Linked DNA regions of Gossypium raimondii: region 1 is linked to region 2. A link is a contact called in public Hi-C data. All regions are on one chromosome and are shown on one strand. Each heading gives the region's core, a stretch centred on a gene start, on an enhancer-like site or on the middle of the called end of the contact. The rest is flanking DNA. Distances are from core to core; before and after follow the strand shown.

Region 1 (5,063 bases), core at 316-2,815, 70 kb before region 2:
CGGGAACATGTTGACAACTTTCGATGCCTGTGGTCCGGATTTCATCTCATGTACTCCATAATTCATTTGTTGTTGGGGTGGTGCTGGGGTAACTTTTTGCTGCTGCTGTTGTGGCTGCTTTGCATTTGGAAGATGAAAAAATGTGTGTCTTTTACCATTTTTCTCTTTGGGAATTGACTTCGGGACTACATCCGGATCCATGGCTGGAAGTGGATTCGAGGGTTTTATCGAAGGATCATCAGTAACAAACACTTTCAAACCAAGCTCTCCTTTCGCACGGGAGAGAATGCTTCGTTTCTCAAGAGGGTAGTGCAAAACAACCGCATCAGAGTAATTCACGAACGATGGTGCAGTGAGTCGAACCTTCCCAAGACAAGTCTTCGCGTTGTTTGCTTTGTTATGGTTGTAAACAAAAGCTTCAAGTGGGAGGCTGGACAACTTGTTTGGATCCGATACGTTGAAATAGAAACTCTCGTTCCATACCGGACTGAGATCTTTCTCTTTAGTAGTGGTCCGGCATCTCTGGCCATCAAACTCGAGCTCCACAAAGGGACAGAATGATCCCTGTCCATCTTTGGCTAACAGGTCATGCGCCCCCACCACCTCCACCCCCAACTTGAGACTACTCATAGTTTGTATCAATCAAAGCGGAACCGGAAATCACTTTATTGACTATCGGTAATTTGAGTCGATCAAAATAATACCTGAAATAAAAAGATGAATTTCAGTCCCTCCATGAACAAATAAGCAAGCAATATCGAAAGGATTTAAGCACTGAAAATGCAAAAAGGCGCAAAACACAACAAATGAAAACAACAAGAACCCAGTATAATGAGAACTAGCATGAAACTGCAATGAATTTTGTTATATATAAATAACTATTTTTTTCAATTTAAATTATCCAAATTCTTGCCAATCAAGCAGTATATAATCTGTAATTTTATCATGTAAAATTATGAAAAACGAAAGTTGAGATTCCAGCCAGAGATTAAAAAGGGGAAATAATTCCATGAATTTTTTTCTCATACTAAAGCAAGATTCTGAGAGAAAGATACCATACTTTTGGTTCACATCAGAATATATATATACACACACATAGAATCTATTTTGATCCTTTTACAAGATAAAAGCTCAGTCTATGTTTCCTTCTGGGAAACAATTACTGGGTTTTTTTTTTTTTTGGTTATTTAAGAAACTTATAGCAAAAACTTTCCTCTATGAAAAGCGTCTATTTTTTTTTTTTTAAAGTTTGAAGAAAGAAAAGGAAGAATCAACTTACTTTTTTCAGGTTTCAAAGAACACCCAACAATCAGATATCAAGAGTAGAAAAAACCCTGAATACACAATAAAAATAAAATAAAATAATCGAACAAGAAGAAAAGGATTTAAGGGAATTTAAAGAGATTAAAAACAACTGACCTCTGTTTTAAAAGCTGAAAGCTCTGTTAGGAAAGTGAAAGGAAGCTTGAAAGGACTGTATATGATAGCATCTATGAAACTTAGGAGAGAAGGAGATTAATTTAAAAAATTAGAAATAAAATACAGTTGACCGAGAGAATATTAGAGAGCCGTCTAAAACGAGTAAAATGAAATGTTTTTTTTTTTTTTGAAGATGATGAAGAAAAATTAAAGAAAATCAAAACGAAATAAGAAGGGATTCACTGTTTAAATTTAATTATCAGTTTCCAACTTTCCCTTTTGGTTAAATTTCACGAAAGTCCCTGTAACATTTCGGGGAAATTTAGTTTATGTGCTAAAATTTGCTCATTTTAACCTCTTTGCTTTTTCAAAATGTGTATTTGTTAATTTTATTAAATAATTTCACTTGGATTATTTTTAAAATATATGTGCTGCAGCATATATACTTTGCATTTTTATTTTAGTTTTGGATAAATATTATACAGTTTTCTCTTTTCTTTAAACGTGTAAAAAATTGTTACCATATAAAAAATATCAAAATTTATATGCCAAATCATCATATTTTTTTAAAATTAAACCATTCCAAAGTATCTGACAAAATTAACAAAAAATAACCACCTATTTCGAAAATATAGGATCAGAAAGGATCAATTTACAATAGAAGGACTAAAAATGAAAAATGGTATAAAGCAGGGACTTTCAAGAAATATCGACCTTTTCTTGCACTTCTAATCTTATACGGCAACGATGCGGGTGTTGACGTTTTTTTTTTACAATTTCAACACTCTTGAATGTGCTCGCTAATGGCACGCGCTGTACTTTATTGACACGTGTGGTAATTATTTTCAAATTGCGTGTGGATGTCGTCTTTAGTTGACTGTTCTTTAATTTAATTTTGCGTGTTTTTCAAATTATTTTGACAACTTAACTGAAAATTAGATGATTGGTGGAAAAAAGAAACAGTAATTAAAATACGAAATGAAAAGTGAAACTCTTGGTCTCATTACGGTTAGAAATTAAGATGTTTTATTAAACTTTAGGGGTATAGTTAGGTATCAATTAAAAATAATTTATGAATAGGCCAGATAAATGGTTTTAGTAATAAAAATTATAAAAAAAAAAAGTGAATTTTATTGTGGGCTTTCCTCCTCCATTCATTTTCCACATTTTATTTCTGTGATCAACAGGAAATTAAAAAGCAAAATAGAATAAAAAGACCAAGAAAATAAAGCAAAACTTTTTGGTCCAAGGACTCATCCCAGACTAGTATTCATGCTTTCCTTATTCCAAAAAAAAAACTATTAGTTTGTGTGCTAACATTTAATAACACCAGCTAATTAGTTTTGGGAAATAAAATACAATTATTTACAGTAAAAGATGAAAACAAATTTGAAATTCGTAACTTAGTATTCTATCAAAAGAAATTCCTAAATTACTCAAACTTGATTTTATATGTACAAAACAACTTAAATGAGTAAAATTGTTCTCATGTAAAATTAATTAGGATTTTTTTTGCATATTTAAATATGTACAGAATAGTTGAATGAGGGTTTAATTATAATTTTTATATGTATAGTTGATATCGATTATTAATAAAATAGCAAGAAAATAAACATTATATATAACTTTATCTAACTGTTCTAGTGCATATTTGTTGGATTATTCCTTTTTAATATTTAATATGTGCTCCTTATTATCATTTCAACTTGAATCTACATCATTAAGATTATCAAGATTTCCTTCTTCCAAATACTATTTGCTAGAGTTGAGTAACTCGAAGCCTTGTTAAAATAAAATAAAAGTAAAATTCATATAGAACTATACTTTTTTTTTATTATTTTGCATTGATTAGAATAACATTTTCCAACCTTACTACACTTCATTTATTTGACATTGATTAGAATAATGTTTTTCAACCTATAAATAAACTCCTTTTGTATCATTCGAATTCGACATTAGTGAATTTCTTCTCCTCTACTTGTGGTTCTTTTCCCGAAAGGGTTTCCACGTAAAATCTGTGTGTTCTTATTTTTTCTTTTTTCTTTTTTTATTTTGCGATCGTTCTATATTTCCATTATCGATGTTAGTTCTACAAACTAGTATCAGAGTTTTTTGGGTTGCTTGTCTCGATCACGGTAATGGTGACAATGAAGTATGATATTCCGCTGTTGGATCGCAATACCAAATTTACATTGTGACAGGTAAAGATATAGGTAGTTCTTGAGCAAATAGATTTGGAGGATGCCCTACTAGGGTTAGATAAGATGCCTTCAATATGAACAGATGAATAGAAGAGATGTAAAGATCGAAAGGTTTTAATGCAATTACAACTGCATCTGTCGAATGAAATTTTATAGGGCATGTTGAAGGAGAAGACCGCCGTTGTATTATGGAAGAAGCTTGAGCAACTATGTTTGTCGAAAACCCTAATTAGTAAGTTGCATATGAAGCGGCGTCTTTATGCTCATCGTTTGGAGGAAGGTGCGTTTGTACACTAACACTTAACCGTGTTTAAAGAAATTATCTCAGACCTAGAGGTCATAGAGGTTCAGTATGATAAAGAAGATTTATAGTTAATTCTACTTTGTTTGTTGCCCCCATCTTATTCAACCTTTAGAGATACAATTTTGTATAGTCGAGAATCTTTCATAGTTGATGAAGTCTATGCTTTCTTAACCTCGAATGACAAGATGAAACATCTTGTGGTTGGATTTAACTCTTAGGGAGGGGGTCTCATTATTTATGGGAGACAAGAACGAAATGCTGATGATAATCGTGAGAGGACACAGGAACAAAATCATCGCAGTAAATCTAAGAGGAGATCGAGATTTTCAAATAGAGGTAAAACCTATAACTTCTACAAGAAGAAAGGACACATTAAGTCTGAGTGCTATAAGTTGCATAATAAGATCAAAAGGGAGGCTGTGAATCAAAAGGGAAAACAATTAGAACAATCCGGTGAAGTTGATGTAGTAGAAAACTACAGTGATGGTGAACTTCTCGTTGCTTCTATCAACAACTATAAAGTGAGCGAGGAGTGGATCCTCGATTTTGGTTGTACGTTCCATATGAGTCCTAATCGAAATTGGTTTACAACATACGGAACTGTGTCTGAATGTGTTATTTTGATAGGAAATAATGCTTAATGTAAAATCGCAGGTATTGGCACTATCAAAATTAATATGTTCAGTGGAATTGTCAGAACAGTTGCTGGCATACGACATGTACTAGAATTGAAGAGGAATTTGATTTCGTTAAGTACTTTTAATTTAAAAGGGCACAAGAACATACCTGAAAGTGGAGTTTTGAAGATTAGCAAGGGTTTCCTCATTGTGATGAAAGGGCAGAGAAAGACTGCCAAGTTATATGTGTTGTAAGGTTCAGCTGTTACTGGTGATGCAACCATTGTTTCCTCTTCCTTGTTAGATGATGATGTTACTAGACTTTGGCATATGCGTCTAGGGCATATGAGTGAGAACGATATAGCAAAATTAAGTAAAAGATAACTTCTTGATAGAAAAGGCATTAGTAAACTGAAGTTCTGCGAGCACTGCGTTTTTGGGAAGCAAAAGAGAGTTCGGTTCACTAGAGGAATCCATAACACGAAGAGAACGCTGGAATATTTATTCTGATATTTAAGAATC
Region 2 (5,045 bases), core at 326-2,825:
CCGATGTTATCTGCCCAGGTTGACGATAGAAAATGGGTCAAACCTCTAAAAAACTGCATTAAAATTAACTTTGACGCTTCTATTGGGAATAACAGAACTGGATATGGGGTTATTATAAAGGATGATGACGGGCTTTTTTTTGGGTGGAGGTGGTGGCTTCAAAGAAATAGAGTTGTCTATTGAGGAGGCTGAGTGGTATGCTTTTGACGAAAGTATTAAAATTGCGTGTCGTCTTAATATTCAAGGTGATGTGCTTTTTAAGTCAGACAGTGCAGGGTTGGTCAACAAAATAAATGGCCAGAAAAGGGATTTGACAATTATTGGCGAGCAGATTAAGGAAAGTATTAAGGCCTTTGTTAATTTTCGGTCTACTACCTGTATTTGGACTAATCAGCATTGTAACTCTGTGGCAGATCTTATTTGTATAAAAATGTTTGTGGATGCTTGTAATTGGTTCTTTGATATGGATTATCCATAATGATATAATCTGTGATGCTATTTGAATGAATTTGTCTTGACCTTTGTGTTCGTTTTTTACTCAAAAAAAAAAAGAGTATTATTTACCGATGAAAGCTTAGTTTTGTTAGCAAAAATCTTTAAGTATTGTTATAAGTTTTATTTAATTATACTCCGAGAATTCTTAAAATAAAAATCATAATAATTTTAAAATGAAAATTATGATAATCAAATTGTTTTTATCTTTAAATCAAATTAATTTTTTGTAAGTTACGGATTCATGATTTAACTTATTTTACTAAAAAAAAATCTTACAACCCATATTCCAATTTCAATTAATTCTCAACACTATTATGCAATTAATTGATATTAAAATTATTGAAATCGGGCTTTTACTTGTAACGCGAGGCTAGACTCCCTAAAATATAAAATTTTATTTTTAATTAATTTAGTAAAATGTAAAATTATACTTCTCTGAATGATAGAATTTTAATTTAGTCATTTAAAATTATAAAGATATAAGTTATTAAAAATCAATTTATATTTTAATTTATAAAAATATATAATTTAATTTTAATTTTGAGAGAACTTTTGACTCACCCCTACTTGTAACATCATAGTAAAATAAAAACAAAGTTGGGTGTTATGGTTTTTATTTTAGTAATATAGAAGAAGGATTTAATTCGATCTAATGATTAAAAACATTATAGTTCTCATTGTTCTTATTTTAAGAGTTTTCATTATGATTATCATATTATATTTCAATTTTTGTTCATTTGTAATTTATATTTATTTAATTTGATTTTATAATTATTTGTATTTATTATTGCTTACACTTATAAACTCTAAAAACATTTATTAACAAAATTTTAATATTAAAGAAAAGTAATTTAAGCCACTTATTAGCAAAATTTTAATACTTGAGGTAGTATGGAACAAAGGCTTTTCTAAAGTTTGCTTGGGTTGGTGCCAGAAGGGTGAAACTGAAGTTGAAAATTTTTTATTCTGATAGAAAATTTGTTGCATTTAAGTTTTCGGCTAAGTTGTACAGAATGGTTTCTTTCAATTGCCGACCAATAAATGAATGTAGACATTCTGACATGCCAAAACCAAGTCCCACAAAGCTTCAATTTCAGGGCCCACAAGCCTAGTACAATTTCAAGAGCATCCCAATGCTTCAATCACTTATAGCTTAGCTATGAGAAAATAGAAATTCTTAGTAATATTTTGTTATCCATAATTTCTAAAATGAGATATTATTATAGTGTAATTTTATGGGTTCATTTTAAATCTATAGTTGTAGTTAAAAGATAATAAAAAATAGGAAAATATAGTAGTTTGATCAAGTCACGTTAGAAATTAAGAAATTGTGTTGGTAACTTGAAACTTGTTAGACCAATTTTTGTTGCGTGAAGATAAAATAAACTTCCAAAAAAATTAACGAAGACATCAAGGCGTGTATCAATGCTACCTTTTTTAAGGTTTTATTCGCCTCACCTATATTATGGTGTGCAAAAGAATTATTGGCAAATAAACTTTAAGGATACAATAAAGCCCAATGACTGTTTACGTTTTACACTGGCGGAAACAATCTACTGAGCACCGAGTGGAGCATAGCAAGGATATCAATTTCTATAAAGAATTTCTATAATAATTCTTTATAAAACAACCTAGGAATATAAAATATGGTTGGAGAAATAGAAAGAAACTTTATTTCTATGCTTTTGGGATTGCTATACAAATGAAAATTCACTTATTTTTATAAGAGACCTCGTGTCTTTTCATAGGGATATAACTACCCAAATGGATAGTCATATCTTTAGCAATAACCATAATTACTTAATAGATATCTATTTGAATAATTATGACTATTTATTAATAATTGATCGTCGCCAGACGTGCAAACATCTAAATTAGAAATATTGCTACAAAAAGATATAAAATTAAGCAGCGGTGTTCGCAAGTATACAGGTCAAATTGTAATATAGATTTGTGTTACAACGAAACACTTCGGGAAACATTCCGAGTATTGTACCCAAAGAAGGTTGAATTAAAACTAAATTAACTCTTTACACAACTTTACTATCATTGTTGGGCTCAGTTGATTGATCCTGAAGAATAAATTATAATTAATCAAAATTCGATTAAAATGAAGCCATACAAATATAAGCACTGTAATGGTACCTTATCAAACTAATAATCATCGGATTAATGTCCAGTCTCACTTAATTCATTATCCGATATATTATAATTTGAATCACTTATTTCTGCAGTGGTTGAGGTTTTACTAACATCAACACCAAAGATTCGAAAAGTTCAAAAATTATATCTAAGTTTTCCACAACTTTAACAAGTATGACTTCTTTTCTTCTATTCCTCCTGTTTCTTTGGAATCTGGTTGTATTGCTTACAAAGGACTTCAACTCTTGCATTTTTACTCAAGCCTTTGTTTTTTTAATTTAGAAGAAGCAAAATAAGTTGCAATCATCTCAGCTCAAAATCTTCCAACTCTCTCAAAATCTTCTTAACTTTTTGAGGTAGAGTACAAAACATGATTGAAAAGAGAAATTAATGAACCTTCTCGCAGTTTCTCCATTGCATCACTTTCAATACCAGGATAGAAGGATGGCAAAGTGGCATCTCTTGCATTTTTTGTCCAACAATTCATTAAGCATAAATCTGATATTGACTCCATATGCTCAATTTTCATTACAAATATAGCATGTCTGAAAGGAAACCCTTCCATTTCAAACATTTGACATGAACATTTCATAGTGTCGTCCATTGAATTGTAACACAATTTTGTCTTTTTCTCAGGTCACAAATAACGTCTTAGCCTATAAACTCTTATATGCTAGTCCATTTCTATAACATTCCCTTTTTAGATGATCACGCCCTACCTACTTAGCTCTTTTTGGAATCACTTGAATGAATTTTGGGTATAAACTTCGGCGGCATGTTTCTCAACTAGTTGAATGAAGCTTATAGCCACAAGTTCACTTTGCCTCATATCAAAAAAATAAAATTCTACTTCCAATCTATGCATGGTTACTATTACACTATCAATCGAATATAAAAAGTGAAGCAATAAAGATCTACTTCTCTTAATATACTTCTTTCGGAATGAGTTGTACCCTTTACAACTAAATTCCATTTTCGTACATCTAAAGAATTTACCAGTCAAAAAAGTTAGCACCCACATCCATCTTGTGTTATATTTGTCTAAAATCCAAGGATTCTTATGTAGGTCATATGTCTCAATCATGTTTTTCCACTCTCGGTCAAATTTATCTTCGATCCACCATGAATACATGCATATTTTAAATGCCTTTAGAACTTCAACTTTGTAGATATGAGAGACAACATTCTTTTGTATGTGCTAGATGCAAAGTCTATGGTTAACTTTTGGCATTACTATTTTCAAGGTTAAAAGCATTGCCTAAACCCTATCCGTAACCACCGAGACTGGGTTTTTCATTCTCATGCAACGTAGAAACTCATTCAACACCCAAACAAAACTATCATATTTCTTATTTAACAAAGTTGCAAATGTAAATGTGATTGTTTAATTATGATTATTCACTCTAACAAATACCAAAATCGAGAGATTTTAGCCATTCTTCTTGTATGTTGTATCTTATGCAACAATGTAACACCCATAACCCAATCCAGTCGTCGGACCCAAGTTACAGAATGTTACAGTCATAACTGAAATAAAACACATTCAAATCACGTTGATTATCTCAAATAAACATTGAATACTTCATAAATGCATAATTATTGCTCAAATTTAGCAAAAATCATCCAAACATAGTCAATTCAATTTATGGTTAACAAATTCATCATTTCTCAAATCATATACGAGTTTATGTATGCTTCAATACCATCTAGAATTTAACTAGGATTAATTTGCAACATTTTTAAAATTTCAGTTCAATTATAAATCAAAACAATTCAGAGCTCAATTTAATCATCATAAATCAATAGTCAATCATTATTCATGGCATATATGTTAAAATGAAACTTAAGTCGAGTCCACGGGACCTTAAAATAGTTTAGAAACAAATAGAGACTAATTTGAAACAAAGCATAAAAAACGTGAAAAATTTGAAAATAGAGGTCACATGGCTGTGTGGCAAGACCATGTGACAAAGCCCAGGTCGTGTGGCCAAACCATGTACAGTTCGAAGTTAGGGGCACGCAACCGTGTCTCTAGGTCGTATAACAACTTGATGTCGTGTGGACTAAAAATCAATAAGGCACACGGCCGTGTGAAGAGGATGTGTGTGGCACACTGCTGTGTGGCAAACTGTACCCCAGGCCGTATGCAACCAAAATGACTTCAAAAATAAGTAATTTCAAACAGCATTTCTTAGGTATCAAACCCAACCATTTTCCAACCATTTCCACTTATTCAAAACATATTCAAACATGTCAAAAATGTCACATCTCGAAATCGGGTCTAGAAGTTTCGAGGGTAATTTTGAAATTTTGGCACAAAATGAGTTCAAAAATTCAAAATGTGGTAACCCGAAAATATATGTCTATGGCTTTAGAAAATTTAAACTAATTTATGAAAATTGTGTGAA

The links. A called contact is a pair of places that touch in the nucleus more often than the background predicts.
Region 1: a contact with region 2 is called in a Hi-C map of leaf, with 2.0 times the contacts expected there. The contact joins the promoter of LOC105791599 here to the enhancer-like site in region 2. A contact is called at or near these places in 2 of 2 Hi-C or Micro-C datasets (both in leaf).

The regions. Positions count from the first base shown.
Region 1 is chr8:44,884,502-44,889,564 of ASM2569854v1, reverse strand. LOC105791599 (FT-interacting protein 3) reads right to left here and starts at 1,565. Exons shown (of 2, transcript XM_012619723.2): 1 at 1,420-1,565; 2 at 1-704. The coding sequence starts at 630.
Region 2 is chr8:44,814,516-44,819,560 of ASM2569854v1, reverse strand. No RefSeq gene overlaps it. Among protein-coding and RNA genes, the nearest start is that of LOC105793657, 8.6 kb to the right of the region's middle. Within about 2 kb of position 1,575, the one cell type or tissue checked has open chromatin away from gene starts, as enhancers often do. A contact at or near this core is called in leaf, where this site is marked.